3 separate regions of the Hordeum vulgare genome follow, and all the other regions are linked to region 2. A link is a contact called in public Hi-C data. All regions are on one chromosome and are shown on one strand. Each heading gives the region's core, a stretch centred on a gene start, on an enhancer-like site or on the middle of the called end of the contact. The rest is flanking DNA. Distances are from core to core; before and after follow the strand shown. Region 1 holds the start of LOC123451143 (zinc finger protein 1-like). Region 2 holds the start of LOC123447791 (serine/threonine-protein kinase SAPK10). Region 3 holds the start of LOC123447785 (BTB/POZ domain-containing protein NPY4-like).

The links. A called contact is a pair of places that touch in the nucleus more often than the background predicts.
Region 1: a Hi-C map of seedling shows a contact between it and region 2, with 4 times the contacts expected there. The contact joins the promoter of LOC123451143 here to the promoter of LOC123447791 in region 2. A contact is called at or near these places in 3 of 6 Hi-C or Micro-C datasets (leaf and seedling) and 1 of 1 datasets of contacts at active chromatin or transcription factors (embryo).
Region 3: a contact with region 2 is called in a Hi-C map of seedling, with 1.9 times the contacts expected there. The contact joins the promoter of LOC123447785 here to the promoter of LOC123447791 in region 2. A contact is called at or near these places in 1 of 6 Hi-C or Micro-C datasets (seedling) and 1 of 1 datasets of contacts at active chromatin or transcription factors (embryo).

Annotation. Positions count from the first base shown.
Region 1 is chr4H:41,726,462-41,730,510 of MorexV3_pseudomolecules_assembly, forward strand. LOC123451143 (zinc finger protein 1-like) reads right to left here and starts at 1,939. Exons shown (of 1, transcript XM_045128150.1): 1 at 611-1,939. The coding sequence starts at 1,534. The coding sequence ends at 875.
Region 2 is chr4H:42,461,620-42,465,842 of MorexV3_pseudomolecules_assembly, forward strand. It overlaps LOC123447791 (serine/threonine-protein kinase SAPK10), which reads right to left and starts at 2,317. Exons shown (of 8, transcript XM_045124465.1): 1 at 1,767-2,317; 2 at 1,502-1,678; 3 at 1,362-1,415; 4 at 1,187-1,279; 5 at 905-997; 6 at 487-591; 7 at 312-410; 8 at 1-223. The coding sequence starts at 1,943.
Region 3 is chr4H:41,475,765-41,480,249 of MorexV3_pseudomolecules_assembly, forward strand. LOC123447785 (BTB/POZ domain-containing protein NPY4-like) reads right to left here and starts at 1,712. Exons shown (of 5, transcript XM_045124459.1): 1 at 1,496-1,712; 2 at 1-270.

The sequences.
Region 1 (4,049 bases), core at 689-3,188, 740 kb before region 2:
AATCAGGGAAGGAGATTAGTGAGGAGAAAGACCAGTCCGTAAAACTCCTGTAAGAAGTTGTAGCATTTTTGCCTGATCACGGCAAGCACCGTCGGGCTGTTTATTTCCCGTATCTTTTTCAGTGGAAACAGTTCTGGCTTCCGTACCTTCCATCGACATTCCCCTTGCACCTGCCGCGCGCCCGGTACGTGTGTGGTCGCTCAACTGCCACTTCGTGACCAGCTCATTTCCCCGGCCGGTCCGCGCACGCCGCGTTCATATCCTTCACCTGTTCACCGTGCCGACGGCCGGCCAACGATCGATTCCAGAGACTGACAACTAGTGTTACTTCCAGTAGCAGCACATACTTGTCGGTTGATCGAGGTATTTTGATGGCTAAGATTGAATTCGGAAGTTCGGACTAGTACTAGTAGTTTGACAAAGCTACCAGTAGCGTCTACCGGCGCACACACGACGAGAGTGCCCGACACGCCAAGCAACTGCACATTTCATTGCTGGTCAGTCCGTCAGTCGGTCTTTACCCAACTACTAGTATTAGTACTAGTCTTGGTATACGTCGAGAATTGGTTGTACTCTCCGTATACCATGTCAATTTTGCTCAATCATGATACTCACACCAAACAAATTAATTAATCAATGAAAGAACCGTTCTACTGAGATACAGTACGTACGTACTATATGGAAAATATAGAAATTAGATATATATGTACTACGTACACCAATCGATGGCCAGCTCCATCGATCGACCTCTACGCTCCACTGGCTGGCTAGGTACGTGTTAACGGGTGTACGTATCACCAACCGGCCGAGCATAAGCAATCCAAAAGAATACACACCAACTGGTTGATGATTGAAAATTTCTTTGATGATTTAGCTACGCCGGGATCATCAGCCTCGGCTTCTTGAATGCCAGCGGGCTGAGGACCTCCTCCTCATCGGCCGGCACCGGCACGCACCGCTCGCGCTCGGTGACGACGACGATGTCCGGCAGCGCCGGCAGGTTGAGGTCGAACCGTCGGCTCGCGACCGCGGTGGCCCCGCCGCCGCCGATGGGGCCCTCGTAGTGGCGCCGCTTGTGCCCGCCCAGCGCCTGCCCGGTCGGGAAGGTCTTGTTGCACACGGAGCACTCGTGCACCTTGCCACCCGCGCCGCTGGACGTCGTTGAGGAGGACGCGGCGGGCGAGGCCGCCGTCGTGGCAGCGGGCTCGTCCGCGGCGACGGGCGCCGGCTTCGGGCGGTGGCTCGCCTTGTGCCCGCCCAGGGCCTGGTAGGACGGGAACGCCTTGCCGCACACGGAGCAGCGGTGCTCCTGCGCCGGCGAGGACGGCCGGAGTATCTGCTGGTCGCGGTGGCCGCGCGCCAGCATGAGGAGGCTGAGCGCGAGGTGCTCCTCCTCGCTGGGCGCCCGCTGCTGCTGCCGCCTCGGGCGCTTCCGCTTGCCCCACCCCTCGGCGCACCGCAGCTCCTCCTCCTCCTCGCTCACCGCCGGCGACGGCATCGCCGCCGCCGCGTCGCGAACCGCGTCCACCGCCATGCACGCACGCACGCCGATCCAACGCGCGCAAGAACGTGCCTCGCTTGCTTATTCTCTCGCGCACGAACGAAGAGCGGTGGGCAGTGTGATGGAGCAGTGGTGACTGGGTGGAGATGGCGGGGCAACCGGTGGTGGTTTTATACAAGGGAGAGAGGTGAGCGAGTAGTGGTAGGCAAGTCGTTGGTGGTGATGCAGTGGTTTGCTGGTGTGTGTGTGTGTGTGTGTGTGTCAGTGTGACAGTGTGTTAGGGAGAGACCAAGTGAGTGGTGGTTGGTTCTTTGGGACTAAGCAATGGGAGGAAGATGAAGAGTTGCGGCAGCATTTGGTCAACTAGAAAGCAGGGACGAGGAGGCTTCCAAGTGGTGGAAAAACAATGGGTAGGGACGATGATCGGGCTGTTTTGGACTTTTGTGGGGGTGGGGGGGGGGGGGGTCTCCAGAACTTCATAAGATTCACGGTCATCAATAATGATAGACCTACCAATACTTACAAATGTTTACTTAACCTTCCAAACTAATTTTTCTTTTCTCCTGATTTTCAGTGGGATGGGCCCCTCATCTTTAATTATCCATCATAATCCTACGCACCAGTTTGTACTTAAAATCTTTAAATAAACTTTTATAGATGTAGCATTACTCTACGGTCACCGAAGAGGAAGAAGAGTAAATGAGAGGGGACTTGTTCTCTGTCTAGTCGTGGAAAGGCAAACTTGATAAGATTCACGGTCAGTGAAGAAGAAGAGCATGCAAGAGGATGTTTTCTTTTCTTCGCAAAATGGAACTTTGGATCAATTATTGACTAACGGTGATGGAAGCGGGCCGGGGCGGCGCGCCAAATGGATGGTTGATTACGCCGTGATGTCACGGGGTGAGAGGAGGAGGCATCTGGTGCGTTGGGCCACGATGTGCCTCAGCTTTAAACAAGTGTCGTGCTGCGTTCGATCACGATCGCTCTGAGAAATGGATGGTTAACAACTCTTTTCTGCCGCGGACAGTCTCAGCAGCGCTAAGAGCCTAAGATCGAACAGCCTTTCTCATCAGTTCACCGATAACGCCAGGTGCGCTGTCAAGCTAGGTAGTAGTACTTCACAGCCGTGAACTGAAGGAACATCTTCTCGCCACAACGCGGCTGTAGGAGCCGGCACATTTCCCTTTTCTGACAACACGCCGTCCGTCGTGGAGGAAACGAGCTCCCGGATTTTATTGGGCTGAAGATGACACGACACGAGTAGAGAAATCGCTAATTAGGGTCGGCCATTTGGGGAGTGAGTGACAAGCTAGTGAGTGGAGTACGTCGTAGCATGCTGGTTCGTGGTCGACGGCTTCGTGCTGTGCGTGCGTGGAGCTGCCGCGTGGAAGCGAGCGCTCTGGCCGGATATATCTCTCTTGGGAGGCGGCGGGCACTCACAGGGCGACCGTGTCCCGTTCGACGGCTTCGTGCTGTGCGTGGGTGGAGCTGCACAGGAAAGGCAGCCGCCATGGAGATCCACAGAAAAGGTGTACACCTGTCAGCAGGCTCGCCCTTTCTCGTGTTAGACCTCTCCACGCGAAACGCTTCTCCATGGGATCAAACTAACACGGCGAGTTTTTGTGAATGAAGAAATTAAAAGAAGAAGAAAAACACGGCAACGAGTTGTAGCTGTTCAAACCGGGTCGCCCAATCTGAACTCGACTCGTATGTACATCTGTCATCAGGCTAGTCGTATATCATCCCGGAAATCGTTAGGTCGGTAGGTGATGTTTTTTCTTTCTTTTGTCCGTGCTTGTCTAGTTGGTGTGTACCACGCGTGATCGGTAAAAGGTACAAATCGAACTAGGACTCGTATGCACCGCAAGTACGGAAGTACCTAAAGAACGCATAACTTGGGAGTAGCACATTGATTGGGAATTAACGGTGAACACACAAATCGAACTAGACAAGCACATATATATGCTACTTGTTAGGAATAATTAATATGTATTAATTATGTAATTAATCAATACTACGTCGGTTGTTCTTTTGGCAACCGCCCCTTTGTAAACTGCCATGTACTGGGTATAAATATCCTCAATTTCCATCAATGAGAGTTTACTGTTCATTCTATCATCCTCCTTCTCTGCTTTTACTCTTAACACGTTATCAACACGCTCTGCATCTGAGCGATTTCGAGATCGAGAAGAACACAAGGGGAAAAAACAGGCAAAAGGTAAGAAGAAAACCAGTTGCCAATGGCGCTGGATGCGGCCTTCGCGCCGCAGGACGCAGCCGCCTGCGCCGCGCCGAGCGCCCGGCCGCCCGGCCGCCTCCCTGTGCTACGCTCCTCACCCGGCAGACTCCCTGCGCCGCGCTCCTCGCCCGGCCGCCTCCCGCGCCGCTTTGCGTGTGACAGCCCAAGACCGATGCCTAGAAGATTCCCTTTTTTTCGTTTCCGTCGTGTGGCTATTTTATTTTGTTGGTTGCATCATCATGTAGTTGCACCATGGCATTATGCATGGCATCATGTCATCCGTGTTAGTTGTCGGTGTTGCTTGTTGCT
Region 2 (4,223 bases), core at 1,067-3,566:
CCATGTCGTCGTCAAGGTCGAGACCGTCGTTCAAGAACTGGTTGATCCGAGAACCAGCCGCCGGGATGGTGGCCTCCGCCAGGATCTGCATGATCTCGTCCATGCTCTGCATCGGCTGTTCAGGCTCCTCGTACTGGCTGCTCATGGTGCTATCATCCACCAGGTCAGCTGGGAGGTTCTTCAAGAACCACGGATGGTTTCTTATCTCGGGGATTGTGATTCTCTGCAAAAAGTTTATCAATCTCAAAGTGAACTGTATGCCACAATATAGTGACTTGAACACTACATGGCTATTAGATATAAGTACTCACGGTAGCTGGGTTGCCGACGAAAATCTTGGCAATAAGATCTCGACACTCGGAAGATATGTGCACGTAATCGGGAATCGAGTACTGCACGCTCAATATCCTCTGCCCGAACAAGCTCATTAGTTTTATGATCAGGACAGAGATGGTCAAGAACATGAAGATGGCTCAGAGTGGGAACCTGAATTGTCTTCCTAAAATTCTTGGGCTCATCCGGGTCCTCAAAGGGATATGCACCAACTAGCATAACATAAAGCGTCACTCCACACGACCACACATCCGCAATCTTCATTTCATCGAGGAACAAAGGATTAGTGCTAGGTAACTTGAGACGATACATCGCAGAGTCTAGCAGTACCATGGGATTATACATCATGCATCTCACGAATGGAAATGCTTCGCATGCAAACATAGTTGCCCAAGTGGAGAAAAATACGCAGGAACATTAGACAGAACAACAGGATCAAGATATCATGAGAAGTAGTATTAGCATTGGAGCCCTAATTTGGCCGTGTGCATCCTAGCTATGCAGAGGCCGGGTGCGTGTGCTTCATTTCAAGTCATTAAAATCCACCCTTTGCCGTTAAAAAAATGCATACCTTTCCATCATATTCCTTCTTGAGAAGAACCTCAGGAGCAATGTATGCGGGGGTTCCGACGGTTGATTTAGGCTGCGAGTGAAGAACCGACGACTGCAAGTACGCAGACCAGCAATGAGCAGAGTAACAGGTCGATACACTAGGACACAAAACTATAATCACAAGCAGAGGATAACCCCCAATTTGGCATGTGAACAGAGCAAACATGTTGATTTCTGAAAACTGCAAGCCTGCGACAGTGAAGCAGGTAGCATCTTGTTTTAGTACGTATGTAGGAGGTACCTTGGAATATCCAAAGTCGCATATCTTGAGGCGGGGAGCCGTGCTCCCGTCCAGCAGGGTGTTCTCCAGCTTCAGGTCACGATGGCATACTTGCTTAACAAGAGACGAGACCAATTTAGCAGCTGCCGTAACTGTAACTGACTAACTGTGCAATCGCCCGAAGAGGAAAGCGTACCATGGAGTGGCAGTAGCTGACCCCTGAGAGCAGCTGCTGGAAAAAGAAACGCGCCTGAAAAGTCAGAGGCTTGGGCGGTTAGTACTGGCTAGCACAGTGATTCGGTGGCAGTTGAGCCCACGTACGCGGAAACGGCGAACCTCGTCCTCGCTGAACCTGCCGGCGTTGCAGATGCGCTCGAAGAGCTCCCCGCCGGAGGCGTACTCCATGACGATGGCGAGGTGCGTGGGCGTGAGGATGACCTCCTTGAAGCGGATGATGTTGGGGTGGCGCAGCGACCGGTGGTTGATGATCTCCCGCTGCACGTTCTCGTCAATCTGCAAACACGCGCTTGAGCCCTGGCGTGCCGTTCCGCCCCGTACGTGCAGGGAGGTGGAGAAGTAGCTAGTAGGAGGAAGCAAGTACCTTCTCCCCGCGCTCGATGTACTTGACGGCGACGAGCTGGCCGTCGGCGCGGTTGCGCATGAGGCGCGCGACGCCGAAGTTGCCGGAGCCGATGTCCTTGACGAGCTCGTACCGGTCGCCGTCGTGCATTATGGGCATGTCCATCCCCGGCCCCACCGTCAGCGCCGCCCGGTCCATCCCCCTTCCCCTTCCCTTCCCTTCCCCCACCGCCGCGAGGTCGGTCGATCGAGCGAGCAAGCAAGCTCCCGCGCGCGCGCCTCCCGTGACCCCGCGATCCAAGAGAGAAAGAAGCCTTGGCCTGCTGCCTTTAGTTTAATTAGCTGATGATGAGCTCCAGCTCCAGCTCCAGAGGGGGGGAGGGTGGTGGAACGGATTGGGCGGAGGAGAAGCCCCGCCTCGTGATCTCTCCCTCTCCCTCTCTCACTCACTATCGCCTCGCGCTTTTCGCCCCGCGCCCACGCCGTGCCGGCAGACTTTATTTCCTTAATAAAATCGCCCCTCTCTCTGTGGCTTCTTCTCCTCCGTGTCTCCGTTTTACTTTAATGTTTCTCTCCCCGGTCTGCTTCGCTAGGCGCGCGAAGGATCCAGTCCGGTGGGGAAGAGAAGACGGGGGGAGCGTGACGTGTCGCGTCCTCTGTCCTGGCCCAGCAGCACCGGGCCCCGCGCGTCGGGCTTGTCACGGGAGGCCGGCGCCGGTGGTGTGCGTGCACGTAAGCAGCGCCGGTCAATGACGTGCAGACCCGGCGCGGTGAGGTACGGGTGGGGCCCGGGTGTCGGCGTCTGTGGTAGGACGGTGGCGTAGGCGTAGGGTGGTGGCGGGGCTGGAAATATCTGGAGGGGTGGCTGGAAGGCGTACCGCGTGGAGCGCACGGGTGACGCCTCAACTTCGGGTCGGTGAGTTGAGCTGAGCCCGCCGCTCCGTGCGGATCGGATGGTGGTCGGGTGACCCGTTGCGTGCGTGGACGGCTGCGATTGATTTGACGCTGTGGGCGTGCTCTCGTTTCGGCACCGGCGGTCGTCGAGTTGATCGGCTGACTCGCGGTAGGCGGGGTAGCTGATGATTGAGATAAATACACTCATGGTCATTGTATTTGGAACGAAAGCATGATACGATCACTGAACATTGGAATACGCTCGTTACGGTTATTGAATACGATGGGACGTGAATATATGATCACTGTAGCACGTATGCGGTGCGTACAGCCCTAGTTTGACCTATTGTTGACCGCCACGTAGTGGTCTCTCATTCGGCCAACGATTCATGAAGGGGTTTTTTTTAAAAGAACCAAAATCCCCAATCCCTCAAATCCCTAACCCGCAGCGTCCCCCTCAAATCCCTAACCCTCCGTCGCTCTGCTCCGCCTCCGTCGCTCTGCTCGGCCACCACCGACGCTCTGGCGCTGTCCCCGCAAGCTCTGGCGGTCATGTCTCTCACGAGCTCGTCCTCCTCTGCTGTCCGCCGCCGGGCGTTGGCGCTGCCGCTGATCTGCTGCGCAGGCTACAAGGAGAAAGTGCGCATGTTTGTTTCCACCACTGAGAAGCACGATGGGATGGGTCTTCTACAAGTGCCAAAATCATGGGGTTAGTGTTTTCATGGATTTATCTCTTCGATTTATGTCCTGTCCATGGATTCTATTCCGTTTTGGATGGAAAGATTGAACTTTTTTTTTACCTTGGCATGTATTTTTGGGATAGGTGAGTTGTGAGTTCTGGCGTTGGGAATTGGAGTACGTGCAGTACCTGGTTGACAATCACTATCTGGTTGGCGATGCAGCTGTGGATGCTATTGGTGCGGCTGAGGAACACAGGGAGCAACTTCTGAATGCACAAGAGCTTCATTACATGAATGGATCAACAAGCATGTCTAAGAAGTTTGTGAAGAGAGAGAATGGCAATGTCATGACCAGGCAGCAAGTTGCTGCACTGATGAAGCTTGGGAGAGAGCTAGTGATGCTCATGAAGATCCTGCTTGCTGTTGTGCTGATGTTAGGTGTTGGTGCATTGGTGCTATACATGGTGAAGAACTGAAGATTAGCTGCATTGGTGATGCCCGGTTCATTTTGGGAGACTGCAGTGATGTTAGTAGTGATGGCAGTCCTAGTTTGGTGTCATGTAGTTTGTTTCATGTAATGGTGTCATGTTATGGTGTCATGTAATGGTGGAAGTGACATTGCTATGCTGAACCCTATGTTATATTTGATCAATATGATGTTCTTATGTCATTCCTTCTTAATATGTGATTACTTGTTTTGTGTACAAAGTTCCTCCAAATGGTGTCATGTTATGCTTATTGAAAGGGTATATTACAATGTAAGGCAGTGTTGTCTACAAATAGGACCAAACTGACCAAATAAGAAGTAAGTCTTTTCCAAACTTGACAAATATGCCAAACTGACCAAATATGATGCATGAAAACTTGTTGTCACAACCAAATAAGTCTTGCCCATCATCCACATA
Region 3 (4,485 bases), core at 462-2,961, 990 kb before region 2:
ACCCATCAACAAAGCACCAAACCGGTGGCCACTGCCATGTGAAAGGACAAGCCTAACAACTGGTGATAAAGATCCACGCCCAACTGTCCCCCTTTGAACCGCGGCAGAGCCCCCACCAAATCAAATCAGGTCAAGAGCCCAAGCAGAGCTCCCTCTAGATCAGTAAACTAGCCGGCAGTTGCATCAAGATCTGGGTCCAAGAGAGCACAACGGCAACAAGGACTCCTCCTCGTCCAAGCTGGATCGCACACGGAGAGGGAGCGGCAGCGCCTGCAGAGCACAAGGGCAGCATCTTGGGGTGAGGGGACAGCGGGAATAATCGGTGATGCAATGTTGGGAGACCATGGGAACAAGCACCAGTGATGGGAGGAATCTTATCTTGGTTAAAATCACAAGCAAGCAACATGGATGGCACAGACAGGTTGCAAGATGAGAATAATTTAAGGGTGTGGCACATGTAGGCAGTCAAACAGTGATTATTGAATTGCAATCCGTAGACCACTGGTTTGGAGGGGGTTTCTTCTCCTCTTGGTTGGCAACAAGATCGAAATGCGCATAAAGAAGTTGACATGGTCAATTTTTTCTAGGTAATTTTAGCACAAGGAGGAAAGACCTTACAATAAATCCAAAATATATAAAAATGGGACATGGGATTATAAACTCTGACCACAAAAACTGTAATACCGGGATTTACAAATAAATGGCACATATCTCAACAAAAAGTGCACTCTATCTCGTGCTACAGAAAAGGAAGAGAAAAAGGAAGAAATTTATGATTTACTTTCAGTTAACAAGGAACGAAGTTCAGTTCAGTGGTGCCTAACAAAGGGAAATGATGATCAACAGAACCCTTAGAAAAACCTTTTAGAAAACAGTCTGCAAATAAATCCGCGACAGACATAATGGGCGGATTGGAGAGACTAAACGCATGGATTAGATCGCTGGCATCAAATAAATCAACCCAAACGAGTTAGGGATCCGTCACCCGCAAAAGAAATCAGTCGGCGAAGGGCGACGAAGATCTTTGTTGGGCGGAGACGCCTGGCGGCGGAGAGGGGAAGAGGATGTGGCTCCGTCCGATCTTGAAGGCCCTAGACAGTGAACCCAGAGAGGAGGATATACGCAGCCTCTTCTTGTTCTTCTCATCAGAGGGAAGGGGAGGGGAGGGGAGGGGATGGAAAGAAACGGCCTTGGTTGGCAGAAACCAACAGAAAAGCGCAGAAGAAAAGGCAGCTTTTTAGGACAGGGGAAACGACCAAACCAACACCAAGAAACATTCCTACCGAACCACCACCACCACTACTAGATACACTCCTCCAACCTATCGGAGTAACGGAGAAATAAGCGCTCCAATAATACACCATCTCATCTTACTATTGGACGGGAAAATGGCGCAGCGTCGTCGAGCTTGCTCAACTCACGATAGGGAGAGGAAAAGAAAATCCAAACCTTGTTGGAAGGGGGGAAAGAAGAACTGGTAGGGGCTTGTAATTACCTTACAGAAGTTGTGAGGTGGGCGGTTGCGATCAACCGCAAGGCTTATGTTTCTTGGCGCCGATCTGCCGCCGCTGGTGGTAGTGTCTTTTCTTGCGGAGCGAGCTGAGAGCTTGGGAGGCCTCCGAGCTTGCTGCTCTGCTTCTGATGTTGCTGCTCTAATGGATTTGGTTTTTTATCTTGGGAAACACTGGTGGGGGTGCCGGGGTGGGGTGGCAAAGCCTAGTTCATGGGCTGTGCGGATGGACTGTTCTGCCCCTCTAGATGTTCCCTTGCCGGCCCCTCCCTTTCTCCCCCTAGTACTTGCTGGCCCCTGTGTTTATATTCCTGTTTTTTCTCCTTGTCCTTTTTGTTTTGATGACTTTTTATGTAGCCTTATTTTGTGTGCTGGGGGAGTGTTGCTCATTTCAAGGGAGTAAGACTGTCTCCAACTAGACTGGGCAAATCCAGGTCTCTATAAGTCTGGGAATCGGTACTCGGTCACGCTATAGAAGTCCGCGTCCACATACATGTCTCTCAAACCAAATACTTAAACTCACTTTTGTCATACAACATTAAACCTACACACGTAGTAGTACACAACTGCCAAAAATTGACATGTTCTTCTAATGGTTCAAGAAATAATGATTATTTACAAGCAATTTTCATTTGGTTTTCATCGGGTTTTCGTTATTTCTCGGTTATTTCGAACATTGATCCTTCGAGAGAGAAGAAACCCTGTCTTTTCATTATTTTATAGTAAAAAGCACATATGAAAGGAAACCTAGCCGTCGCCACATCATCGAGAATAGAGAGAGAAGAGATCCGGAGAAGAAGAACCATCAGGGATCCTTCTAGTTTTGTTCTTCCATCTCCATATTCATTTCACCTTCATTATTCTAAGAGGAATTTCAAGTTGTAAGATCGAAGTGTAAACTCTTTTCATACTGATCTGGAGACTTAGACTTGTTTAACGATTCATCTTATTTTGGATCTCCATGGTATTATCGATGCGCTTTTCATGAGTTTATTCTCTAGGATGATTGGTTATTCTCTCTCGATTTGTGAGTAATTTTCCCTAGGCATGGGAGATGCAGGTGAGTGGTAAGATTCATTGGTTATTCTGGTTTGACTCTTGGAACCCTAACAACTTCTACGGAATCACAAACAGTTACTTCATATAAGAGCTATGACAACTTGTGCGTGACATCAACGTTACTCATAAATACTATCCTCCACTCTTTGTTGGGACAATTACTATTGGGATACTTACACGAAGGTGATACATTACCATGTGTGTCTTTCATGCCATCATCTACTAACTACAAATGATACAAAAATGGAGGAAGTTCATTCATGGCCACCCTTGCCCCTGTCGTCTTCGTTGTAGAAGTAGCGATCGAAGGCGCACAATGGATTGAGGCGGATCTGCACATTACCAGAGTTGTCAGATCCTTCACATCCCTCCTCCTTGTCCTCTTGGGGAAGGGGCATTCCCACCATGGCACCGATCACTCATATATACTTCATTGCGAGGATGTGCACCGCCCTCCTTTGCCGCTTCACGAGGATACGTGCACTGAGGAATTCCTCATTCCTGTCCAAGGTAGTATGTGACTCTGCCTTCGCGGCCTCGGTCTCGAGGGATGACGCGTGTTGTTGCGCCTTTTTACTCATACGACGGGCACGATGATCCTCCGTAGTGGTCGGGTTGTGATGATTTTCAACATTGACCTGCGACTCAGTGCCCGAAGCAGCGAGGATGAGGCACCCCGCAAAGGTTGCGGCGCCGACAAATGGTCATGCGTCCAATAAGGTCATGATCATGCGCCAAGAGTCACCGGCACCGCTAGATCCAAACGCCATTTGCACAGATGGAATGGATTCATGGCGGAGCGACAACAAATGTGGAGCTGGGATTTCCTCCTAAGACCAGCGAAGTGCAAGCTGGATGACCAACTCCTACTCGTCCCTGCATGGGCCAAGGTATAGGTTCACAGATCGGCAAATCTCAGAGTTAGATCCATTGCCCACCATGCCAGAGAAGGCCAAAGATCATCGGACATGAGCTTGGGGCGAAGTAGAGTGACTGGGGTTTGGTCTAGGATGTGGTTAGGGACAAATACATGTGGAGTCAGGGTGGTCCATAGTGGGTCGAATCCGACATGCCGAACGCGTCCGAGTGTCCCCATATCTGTCCCATATATGGGTTGGGTATGGGGATGAGGATCATATTGGGTGTTTGGAAAGCGTTTGCCAGGTCAGTTTTGGTGGGAAAATTCTATCTCGGTAGTGACCGAGCGGGCCGTCTGGGCGTTTGTGGAAGATATGGGGCATACGATTGCAGATGTTCTAAGACAAAAGAGTTACATCATATGGATCAAAGCGAAGATGCGATGATCATTGTATTGAAGATCAAAGAGAGAGATGATGCCATCTAGGTACTGCTATGGACTCGTAGGTCTATGGTAAACTACTCACACATCATCATGAGGGTAACAAGGTTGACAAAGAAGCCCCCCATGATCGATCCCCCCGACGACAAAGTGCTAGAATGGAGCTCTAGATGGCCTCCCATTGAAACGGAGACTTGCGCGATGTAAAAAGTGTTTCGGGATCTCCTTTGAAGGTTTTTGGGTAAATAGGAATTTATAAGCCAGATAACGGGGTCGAGAGAGCCACGAGGCAGCCACAAGCCATGATGCCCACCCTGATGGCTTCTGGGGGCCTTGTGTGCGTGCCGGCCTTCTTCCGATGCTCCACGGTCTTGTTTTGGTCCAGAAAAAATTCACAAAAAGTTTCAGGTCAATTGGGCTTCATTTGGTACTGGAACCTGAAAAGTTGAAAACATGCAGAAAACAGCAACTCGCACTAGGCACTGGGTCAATAGGTTAGTGCTCAAAAATAATAGAAATTGGTAGATAAGTGCCTAAAAAGTGTTCAAAAATGATAACATAATAGCATGGAACAACCAAAAATTATAGATACGTTGGAGACGTATCAAGCATCCCC